Regions from separate parts of the Ovis aries genome. Here region 2 is linked to region 1. The links are chromatin contacts, called in public Hi-C maps. All regions are on one chromosome and are shown on one strand. The core of a region is the stretch at or near the end of the contact, and the rest is flanking DNA. Distances in the headings are between cores, read along the strand shown. Region 1 holds the start of ABCA1 (ATP binding cassette subfamily A member 1). Region 2 overlaps ABCA1 (ATP binding cassette subfamily A member 1).

What was found. Hi-C and Micro-C count contacts between places; a contact is called where the count stands out from the background.
Region 2: a contact with region 1 is called in a Hi-C map of muscle, with 2.3 times the contacts expected there. The contact joins the enhancer-like site here to the promoter of ABCA1 in region 1. A contact is called at or near these places in 5 of 16 Hi-C or Micro-C datasets (hypothalamus, mesenteric adipose tissue, muscle and 2 more).

What each region holds. Positions count from the first base shown.
Region 1 is chr2:18,097,280-18,104,863 of ARS-UI_Ramb_v3.0, forward strand. It overlaps ABCA1 (ATP binding cassette subfamily A member 1), which reads left to right and starts at 5,036. Exons shown (of 52, transcript XM_060409002.1): 1 at 5,036-5,107.
Region 2 is chr2:18,148,509-18,156,092 of ARS-UI_Ramb_v3.0, forward strand. All of the region lies in intron 7 of ABCA1 (ATP binding cassette subfamily A member 1), which reads left to right. Among named protein-coding and RNA genes, the nearest start is that of ABCA1, 50 kb to the left of the region's middle. Within about 2 kb of position 4,658, at least 10 of the 54 cell types and tissues checked have an H3K27ac peak or open chromatin away from gene starts, as enhancers often do. A contact at or near this core is called in muscle and tail adipose tissue, where this site is marked.

The DNA of each region.
Region 1 (7,584 bases), core at 3,786-6,285:
TGGGCAGAAGGAAGAAAGGAATGGGGAGATGGAGAAGATCCAAAGGCCTTCTGTGTCATGTTTGCAAAAGTCTTTGTAGGTTTTCTAAAGGGATTGTTTCTTTGTAAGCAATGGAGAACCATAGGAAGTTTTTTGGAGGGGAGATTTGATTAGATACTTTTTGGCTTTGTGATGATTTGATTAGATTTTTCCCTTCAAGCAAAAATCACACTCTATTGTGTTAGGAAAGGTAAATAGGAAGAAGAAGAAACTAAAGGCAGGGATAACAATTTGGAGGTTACCCAGAACTTTGGCTTGATTTTAGACAAATGAGGATGAAAAGGACAGGGCAGATTAAAGAGATATTTGGGAGATTCAAGTGGCTTGGGTGCTTTTTAGAATGAGAAGAAAAAGATGGGGACAGAGAGAGGAAAAGTCAAACAAGTATGACTATAATTTCCCACAGTCAATATGTGGATCCATCATTAAATGAAATTAAAACACAAGACGCATATGGAGGAGGGATATTAAAGGGAAGATTAAAAAACTGGCTTGAGATTTAGTTGCAGAATATCTTGTTCAGTGTTGTGCTGGTAAATGTTAAAACTGGCTTTCCAAAAAAAAAAAAAAAGAGAGAGAGAGAGAGAGACTGAAAGACAGGAAGAAAGGAAAGCCCTGATTGTATCAGATTTCAGTGGCGTTAATATTCCCAGGATGGGCTGATTGTAAGTTCACTCTATAAAAGTTACTTATTGCAGAGTTGGGGAAAGATATACATACACAGTCAGCAATTATGAGCTGGAATGAGCACACCACTGGTCTTGCTGGATGCTCCACGCTGTATGGGGGGGCACCGTCCTGGAGCACAGCAAGGAGGTGAGAGCTGGGGATACTCAGCTTACCTGAAGCCAAGGGAGTGGATTGTGTTAACAAAAAAAGAGAGAGAAAACCAGTATTGGGAGACATTATATAGGATAGAGAAAGTCAGGGAAAGAGTTATGAAAGAGGCAGGAGAGTCAGAAGAGAACCAGATTCAGGGAATTCAAGAGAACTAGATTCAGGAAGGAAGATGTGGTCAGTAGTGTTGAATACCAGAGATCAGGTAGCCCAGGGACTTAAAGGAGGTCATCAGTGCTACCCAATCAGTGGTCTTTCTGTGCTTGAGATATTTTCTATTTTTCTACATGAAAATACTTTATAGTGATAAGAATGAAAGCACATATACTGCTCTGTCTCTTTTTGAGAAAGTCATTAATTGATCTGGAAAGTGGTGGGGGCCAGAGTTTGCCTGAAATGGGCTGGAGACTGAATAAAACAGAGGGATTACAGAAGAGATTTTCTCAGCAGTTTGGCTCTTAAAAGCAGGAGAGCTTGAAGGGAGAAAGGTTAGAAGGATGGCTTTTAAAAAGAATTATAGTTCATTGATCAACCGGTAAATCAGGGGAATATATCTCTCTATAATCCAAACTAACAGGTTCATCTCAATGACAAGCAGAACAAACTCAGGACCAGAAGCAGTAATGGTTTTGAATCTTGCATGTGTCAATAAGAGTCACATTAATAAAGAAGGGGATTGCACTGGTCTGATTATATTGCACTTGTAATATTGAAAGCTTATGCAATACCTGGTTTACTTCACAAATAATGGTGATTCCCTTTTTCTTTTTTTTTAAACTATCTTTAGCTTGAAAATTTGTTTCTAACCATGTATTGGAATTAAACTGACTCAAATATGAACTGTAGGTCCTTTAATTCCACTTTACATAAAAGAAGAATTGTCTTTTTTTCTTCGTTAATTTTGAGACACCTGTCGTTCTTCAGGAATTCTCAAAAAGCCCAGCTATCAGGTCTTCTTAATTGTAACAAGTTCTGCTAAGGAAATTATTTTTAGAATACTTTCTGTTTTATTCTTCATTGACTTCCTATAATACTCTTTTTTTCTCCCAGAGTTTCCAGGAATCAAAAAGCATGGTATGCATACCAAAAATACATGTGTGGTGAAAATAATTTATATTTTAAATAATTTGTACGTGTACATTTATGTGGGGGCTTCCCTAGTAGCTCAGCTGGTAAAGAATCCTCCTGCAATGTGGGAGACCTGGGTTCGATCCCTGGGTTGGGAAGATCCCCTGGAGAAGGGCATAGCAACCCACTCCAGTAGTCCTTCCTCGAGAATCCCAATGGACAGAGGAGCCCGGCAGGTTACAGGCCATGGGGTTTGCGAAGAGTTGGACATGACTGAGTGACTAAGCACATTTATGTGAACCAGCTATAGAGTGTTATATATCAAAGCAATTTCCAAGCAAAGCCTTTTGGGTAATTCCTAATTTAAAAGGTCTCAATATAATGATAATCAGTAGAGCCATGGCCTCTACCAGGGTCTCTAAGGCCACAGCTACCTGAATTTTGTAATTAGAAGATGCCAGGGTCATCTCAGAGTAGAACTTCAAGACACTCAGGCTGCACTGACAGAATCAGCTTCTCCGGAGACAGCAACAAAGAAGGGCCATTCTGCTTGTTTGGAAAGAGTCACCTAGGGTGGAGACCTGGAGTGTTGGTGTCAGTGTTAGCAGGAACAGAAGGACTTGGGGGGAAGCTTACTGAAGCATACTCAGGAACAAATCAACCTGTGACATTTGAGGGAGAGAAATTCACACTTTTATACTCTCTCAAGGGACACATTCTTTTAACCTCTAACTTTTGAAATTCAGTATTTTTTTTTTTTTTCATATGAACCTGTCATACTCACAAAGTGTGGGCTTGATGAAGGCAGAATTAGGTGCTTGTGTCCCTTGGTCAAATCATTTAGTCTCTTTGGGGATTTAGGCTCTTTTACTGGTAGAAATGAACACAACTGATAAGCTTATTTCAGACATTACAGTGTGTGCTGAGAAGAGCAGATTCTTGATACCATAGGTTATTCTCAGTTAGAAATGATTACATTTGACTTTGGGGCCACAGACCTTTGTATTTAGAATCAATGGCTGTCTTCTCTGGTGCTTTCATCTCCTTCTTGGCCTCATCTCCTTTCTCCAACAGACTATCCTTGTCTCATGTGTACAGGACTTACTGTCACTCATTCCCCAGGAGAACAATCTGAGGGGTTACTTAAGTATGGTGCTCTTGGAAACTGTAGCCTTCAGTTTCAGAAAGAATGATTTTGGTGGTGGGATTTTAAGCACTGTTTTATAGGTGGATGGTGGGGTGGGGTGGGGCAGGGGATGGAGAGTCAGAGTCATAATCACTTCCACAAATCACACTTGGAGTCATAACACCTCCTCCAGGAACTTTCCTTTATATCTACAGGTCAGAGAGATTACTTTGAACTCTGCTAGACTTGGAATTTTAAAATTTTGGCATGGAAAATTCTTTATAGGCCATGGTTGGTACCAGAAAATGACATTAATAGGTGGCTATCAACAGGCTCTTAATTTTACAGAGCCATTCTTCCCAGGAGCTCAAATGAACAAAATTTACTTTCAGAAAACCTCAGTGAGTCAGGGAGAGCATATATATAGTCTCTTTTGTGGATAAAGAAACGGAGGCAGAAAGTTAGTGGATTATGTGGTTGTCAGATTTGACCCTGGAACCTAGGGACCAGGGTCTCCTTTTGTGGGCCCTGGGCTTCAGAAGTTTGACTCTGGCCCACCTCAAACTTCATCCCTCCCTAAGGATGAATGGTCCACAGGACCCAGGGGCCAAGTCACCAAGTTATGAGTAGCTGAGACCCCAGAATTGTCCTAAGGCCCTTAAGTGCTCTTCCAGGGCCTGCATGGGCCTCCTAACTGGATCCATCCTTAGTGTTGACAGAACCACTGACATGTGGGCCTGTATTCAAATCATGGTCTGGAGGGGCTTGTGCAGCTGGGGCTCCAGACACACACCTGCAGGTTCTTCTGGAATATGACAGAGCTGAGGATGGGAAGCAAAGTTGTCCAGGAGCCTGCTCTCCTGCTCTACCACTTTCTTGTCAAAACTCAAGTCAAAGCAAGTCTGGTCGTGAATCCACCCTTCCCAGTTGCTCCAAAGGTATCTCTGTCAAGTAGGAGGAACTTATTTTACAGTTTGTTAGCTTTATTTATGAGTTAAATATTGAGAGTTAAAGTATGTGGGCTCCCTTTGTACACTTGCTTCTGTTCCTCAGATGTTTCGGGCCCTCTTGCTCTTGACTGTCAAGGCCAAAGCCAGAGGAAGAAGCTGGAGAATTGGATGGTTATGTGATTTTCCAAGACTGCGATTCTCTAGTGGTACTTTGCAAATCTGTAGAAACCAAAATACAAGCCCACGTGTATTTATCTATTACTGCTGACTGACATGGTGAAAATAAAAAGGAAATTAGTCCACAATGCTGGGTTTTCTGTGGCCTCCTTCTCCCAGTTTGCTAAGGGAAGGAGCAAGACAGTTTTCAGGGGTCCTCCTGGGACTTGGGAGGCCCCAAATTGGGAACCCCAAAGGCTCTTGAATTCCAAAGTCAGGGTTTGCGGTGGAAAACAAAACCAGCCAGTTGAACAGAGGACTGTCCATCTTCTCCCCACTCTGGGCATTTAAAGGAAAAAAAAGACTAAAGGGTTGGCATCCTTAGGGGTTTTAGCCTAGCTTTCTCTTCCCCTTTCCTCTCCTCTCTCCGCCCCCAAGTCCCTCCAGCTGAGTAAATTAACAAAGGAAACAAAAGTTGCTGAAAGAACTAGTTTAGAGAAAGCGATTTTCACTCGTGCTGTTGGCTGCCCTGAACCTGGACTAGAGTCTCTGGAGGGCACAGTCCCAAGACCGCCGTTTGCCCCTGTTCCTGCGCTGGCGGGCCGGGCTGGGCCGAGCGGCGCGGACCTACGGCGGGGGTAGGCCGGCTGCACTCCGCCCCCAGCCCCGCGCGCCGCCGGACGTCGCCCGTTTAAGGGGCGGGACGCGGCTCCACGTGCTTTCTGCTGAGTGACTGAACTACATAAACAGAGGCCGGGAAGGGGGCGGGGAAGGAGGGAGAGAACAGGCTTTGACCGATAGTAACCCCAGCGCTCAGCGCCGCCGAATCTATAAAAGGAACTAGTCGCGGCAAAACCCCGGTAATTCCGAGGCAGAGTGAGTGCTGCCGGGGCCGGCAGGGACGCGCCGACACCTCTCTACCCCGGCGCAGGTGGGCAGAACAGGGGGCGCCGTGCAACCAGCGCCGCCACAGCCAATTTCTCGGGGCGCTTTGCTCCCTTTACCCCCCTTCTTTTCCGAAGGGTTTTTCAAGGGGTTGGGGAAAGAACCACAAACACAAAAGTGGAAAACAGGTAAGAGTCTCTTCAGCGACTTGGACGTTATTGTTTCGTTTCGGGCCGAGGGGACTTTGGGAAGCTCTGGGTGTCGGGGACTTTAGTCCGAACCCCCACATCCCCACCTCCTGCAGCACAAACGGGCTCGTAAATGTGGAGAGGACGTCCTAGGAGGAGCTCTGGCGACCCAAAGACGCGACATCGCTGCGCTCAGGGTTCGCCCGCGGTGGAGCTCGGGGAGCATCTCTGGGCGCGCGGAGACCCGAGCGCAGTAGCTGGGGCGCAGTGGAATCGGGGGGCTCCTGGTGGTGCTGGAGGCGCTGCTGCCGGAGTAGGGAGAATGGGAGGTCTGGCACTGAGCTATTCCCTTTGTTTGGAAGCGCCTGAGCCGGTTGGAACCCTCTCTGGCTGCGGCTCGGCCGGCGCCCACCGGGAAAAATGCCAGCCGTCAGAATCCCCTCTGTTCGTAAGGCGCTAGTCCGGGTTGGGCTCTGATCTGGGGATAGGTCCCCCGCGCCCCTGGACTGGAGCAGCGCTTTCTGGCTCACCAAGAATGCGACTGGGAGGTGTCCCAAACAGAGTCCTTAGCGCTAGTGCTCTTTTGAGGCCTCGGGGGCTTTGTTTGATCAGGGGGTTCCTGTTCCATAGTCTCCATACGCTTCCAGGAGGTGCTGCCTCTGACGCTGTGGGAGGCTGGGGATGGGGGTAGGGGAGACGGGCGGGGCGGAGGGACGAGAGTTTTGTTTCTTTAACAAACGTTAGAAGGGTCCCTGCGGAAACCTGGAGCTGAGGTGACCATTCCCCTGCCCCCCCTTCCCCCCATCTTCCTGCCCTTTGCTGAGTGTCTCTTGGAGCAGCTTCAGGGAGGGCATGGATGGGGAAGCTAGGGCGAGACGGTGCAGCAGAATGACCGAGAGTAACCCCGGCAGGCGGTGCAGAGCTCGCAGCTCCGCGGGCGGGCTGTGCTTCGTGGTGGGGGGAGGGAGGGCTGAGCGCCGGCTGCCGGTGGCCACGGGGGGAACTGATCCACAGCGCCTCCTGGCCGGGTGGCCTGGGAATCGGCTCCTTGGCCCGAGTGAGGCCAGGCTGCAAGAGGCTTTGTCGCCTGCTATGGTTCCGACCGAGATCCAAGGAAGACGGGTGATTGTAGACTGGGAGGAAACCTGGGGATCAGGCGAAAGTGCTTCTGCTTGTGTTTTAGATTGCTTCCCAACTCCCAGAGAGTTGCTAAATGGAAGGTTCTTGGGGTGTGCGTGGGCCAGTATTGTGTGTAGGTGCTTGTTTTTCAGCACTCATCGAAAAGAAGGGAATAAACAAGATAAAAGAAAACAGGGAGAGAAGGAAAAAGGGAGAGAAAGAAATGTAGCCCTGGAAATAATTGGCCTTTGTCTTTTGCAAAAGCGATACCATCAGCTTTTAAAACCAGAACTTTTCAGTGAAACAAGGAAGTGAGTGCGTGGTATATACATTCATATAATAGACGATAAATTTGATATTTAAAAAATTCCTTGGTGATAAAAATCAGCAAGTCACTTCCTAAGGACCGATTCCCACCTCCCATCAAAGAACACCTCATAAAAATTTGCAAGTTCAAAAGCAGAGTTTTAATGGCCCTTTAAACAATAGTGTGGGACCCAAACCTAAGTTTCGATCTTTTCAGACAAAATTTAAAACACACCTAAAGAAGTACTTAGTTTTTTATCTCCCCTTTTATTTCAGCCCATTTTCCTCATACTTACTACGAAATTAATGGAGGCTTTCTGTTGTTCTTGTCATTCTCTTTGAGACACTTATCCTAAATCAAGGAAAGTGTGAGAGCAAAGGGAGAAGGTTCTGGAGTAGAACCTCTTCTGATGGTAAATAATTTTCAAGTACAAAGTCTTCCTTGTCAGCCTATTCCCCAAGTACTCCTTGTTTGTGTGTTTTTTTTTTTTAACTTTTAATTTTACATTAAAGTATAACTGATTAACAATATTTGATAGTTTCAGGTGACAACAAAGGAACTTAGTCACACATACATGTATCCATTCCCAAATGCTCCTTTTATAGGAGCTTTAATGCTTTATGCTTTAAGTTAATTCATGATAGAGTTTTGGGAAAACATTAGATACACAGAGCAAGAAGCGGTAGAATTGGAGTGACAGCCTTGGATGACCACAGTTCAAGGGGTAAGAATTGCTACTGCAGTCAGAGTGATTCTTGAGCCCCCTTGCAGGGACCAGCCTGTTGTTCCAGAATGATGTATCTGATTGTGAAATGGACGCTTGTGATATGTGTCTCCCCTTCAGATGAGCGTTTAAAATCTCAGCTCTCAATTTACATCTACATAGAGGCCTATAATGAACCCTGGATA
Region 2 (7,584 bases), core at 3,408-5,907, 51 kb after region 1:
CCTCATTAAGTGTGAAACTTGGGCATGCTTTGATTTTTTCTGACCCTTAGTTTACCTGAAAAATGGAGATCAGGTATTCTGCGGGTTGTGTTTAGTTGCTCAGTTGTGTCTGATTCTTTGGACTGTAGCCTGCCAGGCTCCTCTGTCCGTGGGAATTCTCCAGGCAAGAATACTGGAGTGGGTTGCCATGCCCTCCTCCAGGGGATCCTCCTAAACCAGGGATTGCCTGTCTCCCGCCTTGCAGGAGGATTCTTTACTATCTGAGCCACCAGAGAAGCCCTGTGGGTTGTTGAACATTACATCAGATGACATTGTGTGGATGGATGACTGATAGCGAGGTCATAGCACACAGCTGACATGGAATTAATCTGAGTTACTTCATCTCCCCTTCTGTTTCTGGCTACCTGTTTGGCTTTGCCAGTTTGTTAATCTTCTCTAGGCCTCAGCTTTCCTCGCCTTGAAATTGGGACTTCGGTGAAATAACCTGAACATATTGCCTCTTGGAAACTTGGTACCTGGGTGGTGGATCACCTGGGACTGACTAGTGCTGTGGGCTGGCCCCTCCTTGTGGACCCTGGAGGGCAGGGTTGGGCCTTGTTTGTAACTCTGTCCCAAGCATCAACAAGATAACACAGTACAGTCAGGCACATGGCAAGCAGCAGTGAATCTTTGCGGAATGAAACCTGTCCTTTCTCCTTCACAGAGTATTTTGAGGGTCAAATGAAAGCATCTTGAAAAGTATAAAATCCAAGCACATGTCATTTTCAAGTTGATCCATTGTGTGAACCCAGGTCCCCAGGGGTTTCAATGAATAATAATGACAAAAACGTCTCAAGAACAGTCTTGGCTTGCTTTCTTCTACAAGATTTACTTTCCAGAAAAAGTGAGGTCCCTCAGTTGTGTCCAGCTGTGATCCCGTGGACTCCTCCTCTGTCCATGGGATTTTCCAGGCAAGAATACTGGAGTGAGTTGCCATTTCCTGGAAAGCCTGCTATGAGTCCAGAGGCTTGAAGTGGATTTACTGAGAAACTAAAGGAGTTTCACGTTCAGAACCTCTTTCCAAGGCCCTGGTAGGGATCTCAGCAATCAAAACTTGCCGAAGTAGGATGTTTAAAAAATACTGTTTTTCTTAAAGAGAGCCCTCTAAACTGTGTCAGCCTTAGGCTTCACACAGCAACATCTGCCCCTCCAGAGACCTTGGGGGATGGGAAGGACTGTCTTCTTCCTTGGCCTCTTCCTCCACACCACCCTCCAGACTTATGCACCACTCCAGTCCACTGCCTCCTCTTGGGAATCTGGCATTTTCCAGTGGAATGACCAGCAGGCTGGCCAGAACTAAAGTCTTTTTGATGGGGCCAGAGCTGCTCAGATCAGGACTGGGCTGGGGAAGGAGGTGTCCCTTTGCTTTCTTCTTTGTCTTTTACTGTTTATTTCCTTTGTGCTGTGCTGTGCTTAGTTGCTCAGTTGTGTGCAACTCTTTGTGACCCTATGGAGTGTAGCCAGTCAGGCTCCTCTGTCCATGGGGATTCTCTAGGCAAGAATACTGGAGTGGGTTGCCCTCCTCCAGGGGATCTTTCCAACCCAGGATCAAACCCAGGTCTCCCGCATTGTAGGCAGATTCTTTACCATCTGAGTCACAAGGGAAGTCCTTATTTCCTTTAGAATTATTTAAAATGAGTTGCTCACTGATACCTAATGGGCTCATTAGCTTGCTTCCTGATGGATGTTTCTGCTCAAACATTGATTTGACTCCAGTGCCTTGCTCCTTTCTCGAATCCTGGCATCTGGACTACAGCTTTCCTTCATCTCTATGGCAACATGGGCTTGGACCCTCTCGAGTTTATACCATGTGTAGTGGTTAATGCTTCCTCCTTGGCTGGAAGTTGGGAGGGGCACCTCCTGGGGTGGGCCACCCTCACATCTCCTGCAAGAAGTTCCCCAGCTCCCCTGTCTCTCATTTTCATAGGTAGCTGGGCTCTTGTCTCTTGTCTCTTAACTCTGGATGCTCCCTCAGCCTCCCCATTTCTTATGCTGGTCCAGGGACAATTCCTTGGCATGAAGTTGTTGTGCAGTCACTCAGTCGTGTCCAACTCTTTGTGACCCCATGGACTGCAGCATGCCAGGCTTCCCTATCCTTCACTATCCTCCAGAGTTTGCTGTAACTCATGTCTATTGAGTTGGTGATGCCATCCAACCATCTCCTTCTCTGTCGACCCTTTCTCCTCATGCCCATAATCTTTGCCAGCATCAGGGTCTTTTCTAATGAGTCAGTTCTTTACATCAGGTGGCCAAAGTATTGGAGCTTCAGCTTCAGCATCAGTCCTTCCAATGAATATTCAGGGTTGATTTCCTTTAGGATTGACTGGTTTGATCTCCTTGCAGTCCAAGGAACTCTCAAGAGTCTTCTCCTTCTTGGCTTGAGGAGGCACTGTCGTTTCTCTATCGTTATCCGCTGTGGCCTGGCACAGTGGACAAGGCTCTGGCTTCTGTCCTGTAAGCTGGAGGGCTAGATCCCCAATCTCCTCTGTGCATGGGACTCAGCAGCTTTCATTCTCAGCCAAGATTTTAGGTCTCTATGGGTCTGGCCCTGTCTCACATTATAGCCACAGCAGTCCTTTTAACAGAAGCCCAGTAGGTACTAGGGCTTCCTTTGTGGCTCAGCTGGTGAAGAATCCACCTGCAATGTGGGAGACCTGGGTTCAATCCCTGGGTTGGGAAGATCCCCTGGAGAAGGGAAAGGCTACCCTCTCCAGTGTTCTGGCCTAGAGAATTCCATGGACTGTATAGTCCATGGGATTGCAAAGAGTCAGACACGACTGAGCACTTTCAGTCACTCACTCAGTAGGTGCTTTGGGGGACTTCAGAAGATCATTTTTCTGGACCTGCTGAATTGGGCGCTGAGGTAGGTGGGGACAGTTGAGGGAGGTCTTTCAGGCTTTACTTAGGCTGCCTGGTCACACATTTCCGAGGATGCCATGTATACCGCAGTCTGTGTGAATGGCACTTCCCGTGAGAACAGTGCTCCATGAAGCTGGGTGCCTTAACTCAGCTTCCCCTGATGAGGACTAGGTTTACAACTGGCTTCCCACAGCTCCTGAATCAAGGGCTTCTGTAATGCCTTCTCTCGAGAACGCAGCATCCTCTGAAGCTCATGAGAGCTTTGCCGGGAAAGAAGAGCAAGGAAGAACTTTGGGCACTTTGTCGCTGCACTGGAGATGTCCCTTTGGAAGACATCCCATATTGTTGAGGTCAAGGGTCAGAAGAGGGAAGGACTGAAGGCGAGGCCTGAGGCAGCACTGATCCTGACCTGGCTTTTGTCCATCCCTTCAGCAAGACTTTTGAGTGTCAGTGGTCTGGCTGTTATTTGCTATGTATTCATGTTACAAATCTGGCTTGTTTGGCCTTTTTGATGTGGCTCTGACCAAGAGTTTTGTGAAATAAGTCCTGAGGGTTATGCTGGAGTTTACTTAGGGAAATGGATCATAACTTTCTGGCTGTTGGGTTTACAGGTAATATTGAAAACTCACTGCATGGACCTTTAATTCTACTTTACTCTTTGAAAGTCAGAAAGACCTGATCCCCTGACGGCAGGACAAGCTTTAGTGACATGGCAAGGTAGCTGGCTGTGGCAGGGAGTTGAGGGAAGGAGGTTGTAAAATTATCATCTTGTAAACATCCACTTGGCAGCCAGACTGCCTTGGGCCAGATCCCGCCTTGCTGCTTAGTGACTGTGTGACCTTGGATAATTCTGTGTCTTTGTGTCTCAGTTTTCTCAAATGGAGTTAACAGTCCTCTCTTAGGTCTATCATGGGGAATCATGAGCATTAATAAGCATAAAGCATTTAGCACAATATTTGGCACATCATAAGCACCTCATTTATACTTCAGTTCATTGTATGACCATCATGTGAGATCGGGAATTTTGTTCCTCTTTGTGTACGCAATGGAGCTGAAGTTCAGAGAGGCTAAGTTATCTGCCTAAGGAAACACAGCTGGCAAAGGGCAGGAAGAGGACTAGAACTCCAGACTTTGACTCTCTGCTAGTACGTTATTACAGTCTATAGAGAGCAGCCAAGGGTAGCCAGAAAAACTTCTCAGGTCACAGGATACTGGGCATGGATGGACTGGGATCAGAGCGGAGACAAGAAGGCTTCCGAGAGAAATGCCAGACTTCCTCCTCTTCCTGGCTTCATGGTAATAGACATGGGTGGAACGTTCCCCAAGGCCCGTGTAGAAAGAACATCCTGTGACTCACAGCCACTTCTCCTTCCCTGCCTGACCCCTTTCCTTCCATATGAGCAGCTGCTGAAGTTGAGGCTGCAGCCTCAAACTTTGTTTTCTGTCTTTGTGGGGCCCCTCATGGGTCATCTTGGGAGATCAGATGACCCGTGTGTCAACATTATATCATCAAACTGGAAATCCTTGAAATTTTTGGCTGATTGCGGTTCATGTCCGTATGCACTTATCAGAAGTTCTGACTTGAGACCTTAGAGTTTCACAGTGTGGAAGTTCCCCAGACCTGTCAAAGCCAGGCAGTGTCTCAAAACCCAGCCTGTTGGTTTCCATCCAAGGCAGGGTCTGGCCCCAGCTCGGGCTGCCATTAGGGGAATGAAGCGCGGTACTGCTGTATGGAAATATTGCTCAAACTAAATTGAATCAAAGGTCAGCTCTGCCCAGACAAGAATAGAAAGCCCAATTGTACTTGACTACTGGACGGCATGTACCACACGGTATCAGACTACTTTAGAGAGTTCGGATTGTTAACCTCAAGAATAGTGTTTCATGTCTCTTGCTTTTCCAGTATGAGATTTATTTACCCTGTGGGTGGCAAAGAGCAATATGGAACTCCAGTTTGTTTCTCCTTGAAATCTTTCCATTTCTGGCGGTCTCATCACTGTTGCGTTTAGATATAGAAGGGCGATCTTAGAGTGACACTTTGCCCAACAGACTGAGTTGTACCAGGTAATGATGCCACTTTACATTTAAATATGTTATTACATTCAAGTCGTACAACGCCTTGGTATTATTATCCCCATTTTATTGGTGAGGAAACTGAGACTCACAGGTTATGTCTTTTGCCCAAGGTGACTGAGTAAAGCTGTGAATTGAATCAGTGTCTGTCTGATCTCCAGGTTCAGCATCTTTGCACTATCTCATGTTGCCACATTGCCTTATTCCACGAGTAGCATGGCCAGCTTTTGATGGCAAAATCATTATAAAGCATTTTAAAAGAATAAAATGATTTACTTAGTTCCTATATAGTTGAGAGAGCAAGGGTTTATAAGCCAGAGCTGATTGGGTTCAAATTTACCACTTGCTTGCTCTGTGGCCTTGAGCAGGATGTTAACATCTCTGGATCTGTTTCCTTATTTGAAAAATGGAAAAAATAATACTTTTCCCATAAGCTTGTTTTAAGGATTGTAGAAAATAAAACATATAAGTGTCTGATGCTCGGCACATGTTGATCCCCTTCCTCTGCCAACAAAGCACTACCATGTCCCTTAAGACGTGTTATTAATTTTAAAAATAGGAGAAACTTAAGCAATTTATACGTTATATATGAACAATTCTTCCTAATCCAGGCCTGGAAAGAACCCATTCTCAGCCCCTAATTCATAAACTTATCTTCCTTTCCCCTGTTCCCTGGCTTCTCAGGGCCCTGCAGGCTGATTCTGATCCCTAACTCATGGTGCTAAGAGCCTCTGGCCACATTTTTAGGCAGAACACCTGAATTCTTCCAACTCTTCTCTTTCTTCCCAGATCATTTGCTGTTGGCCCATTCTGTTTGATTTGGTCTTTCTGTTTCTGGTCTCTGTTTCCTCCTATTTTGATCTCACCTTCTCTCTGTTCCTTGCCTTTTCCGGGCATCCCCCCGCCTCCTTTCTACCTCCCTGGCCTTCAAAGGGGCCTGCCTCCACACAGTTGTTGTTGTTGTTTTTTTTTTGCTTTGTCTGATGATGGCTTCTTGTCTCTTCTTCTCTTTCTCTTTAGGTCCAGAACTCCCTGGGGCTAATGCTACCTCCCCAGTGTTATCTTTCTTTTCCTTCTGGGCCTCCCAAGACAGCCTGACTGTACCTCCCATGCCCACTGCGTTTACAGTGCTCCTGACCAGTGTGACCGGCTCACCCACTCTGTCCCTCTGGGGCCACAGTCTCCACTGGCTGTTTGGGGGCCTGCTTACCGTTCAGCTTCTTATCAGCTGTCATGAATCCTTGTTCCAGGGGCTCCTGGAACACATCTTCCACCGTGTCCACTTCTCAGTGAGACAGGTATGCCGTTGCCTTAGCAGACGGGTCCAGGAGAGATGTGTCAGGTCTCTTCCCACCCCCTGATTTCAGTGTTGACCGATTCCGGAGTGGCAGAGTGGGCTGGGAAGTTCACAGCTCTGTTCCCCTGACCTTCTGTCCCTGTCCTCTCAGAAGGCAAGGGCAAGGATCCTGTCTTTGTACAGCATCTCTTTTTATTACAGATTCCTGCCTTCAAGGAGCCCTGAGAAATATTACTACTTGGAACTACAGCTCTAGTGTTTTGACTTCAGTAGCTGTTTAGAAATTTGTTGATTAATTAATTAATCAAATTAATCAAATTCCGTTCTATGTAGAATAAGGACTATGTAGTTCCTGGAGCTGTGATGGTCCCGTGGGTCTCAGAAGACTCTGGCTTCCCCAGGACTTGCCATAAAAGATCAGGAAGCACAACCCTAAATATTGTAGTTTCTCTAAGGAACTCTTCACTTGTGTCAGCTAAGACCTTATCAACATTTGTTTTGTTTTGAACTTGTTTAATTTCTCCACTTGTATTTTCTGTTTGGGCAAATTCCAGTAGATAGTGAAGGACAGGGAAGCCTGGCTTGTTGCAGTCCATGGGGTCACAGAGAGTTGGATATGACTGAGCAACTGAACAACAACAAATATTCTCTTCCAGTATGTGTGAGTCAGTATTCAGGGCATTCTATACTGTCATTACTGTTTACCTAATCCACCCCCTAGTATAGCTATCTCCATTTACAGAAGAATGTAGGGTTGGAGAATTTAAGCCTCCAAGGGCCTGTAACTGGAAAATTCTGAAACTGAGATAGGAACCAAGTTAGCCAGACTCTAGAACTTGGAATCTTTCAAGAGTGTATCAGTATCCTTGGCAAGCCCTCACTGTAGAGAAGGAAACTTCTGGATTGGGAACCCTGGCCCAGATGAACAGCAGGAGTTCCCGAAGCTGTGTGCACCCCGGCTCCCAGCCTCCTCTAATCTGCTCTAAGGAGTCACCCCAGGGAGCAGCCAGGTCACCCTGTCTTACCCCCTTCTCCAGAATCCTGAACTTCCCAGGGAAGCCCTGGTTTTCCTGAGGAGGGTCCAGCTATCTCAGTGAAGTAGGCAGGAGCTATCCTTGAAGAAGAAAGTGGAGCCCTAGCATCAGAAAAACCCTGAAACAACAAAAACTACCCTAGAAGACACCTGAGTATGTTTGTTCCTAGCTCTTTTCTGGCGGAGAGATGTTTCCCAGTCATGTTTATACAAGGTCCTGCTTAAGCCGAGTAAAGCCAGGAGTGAGAATCTGGCCACAGTTTCTCTAGGCCGTTGCCCCTGG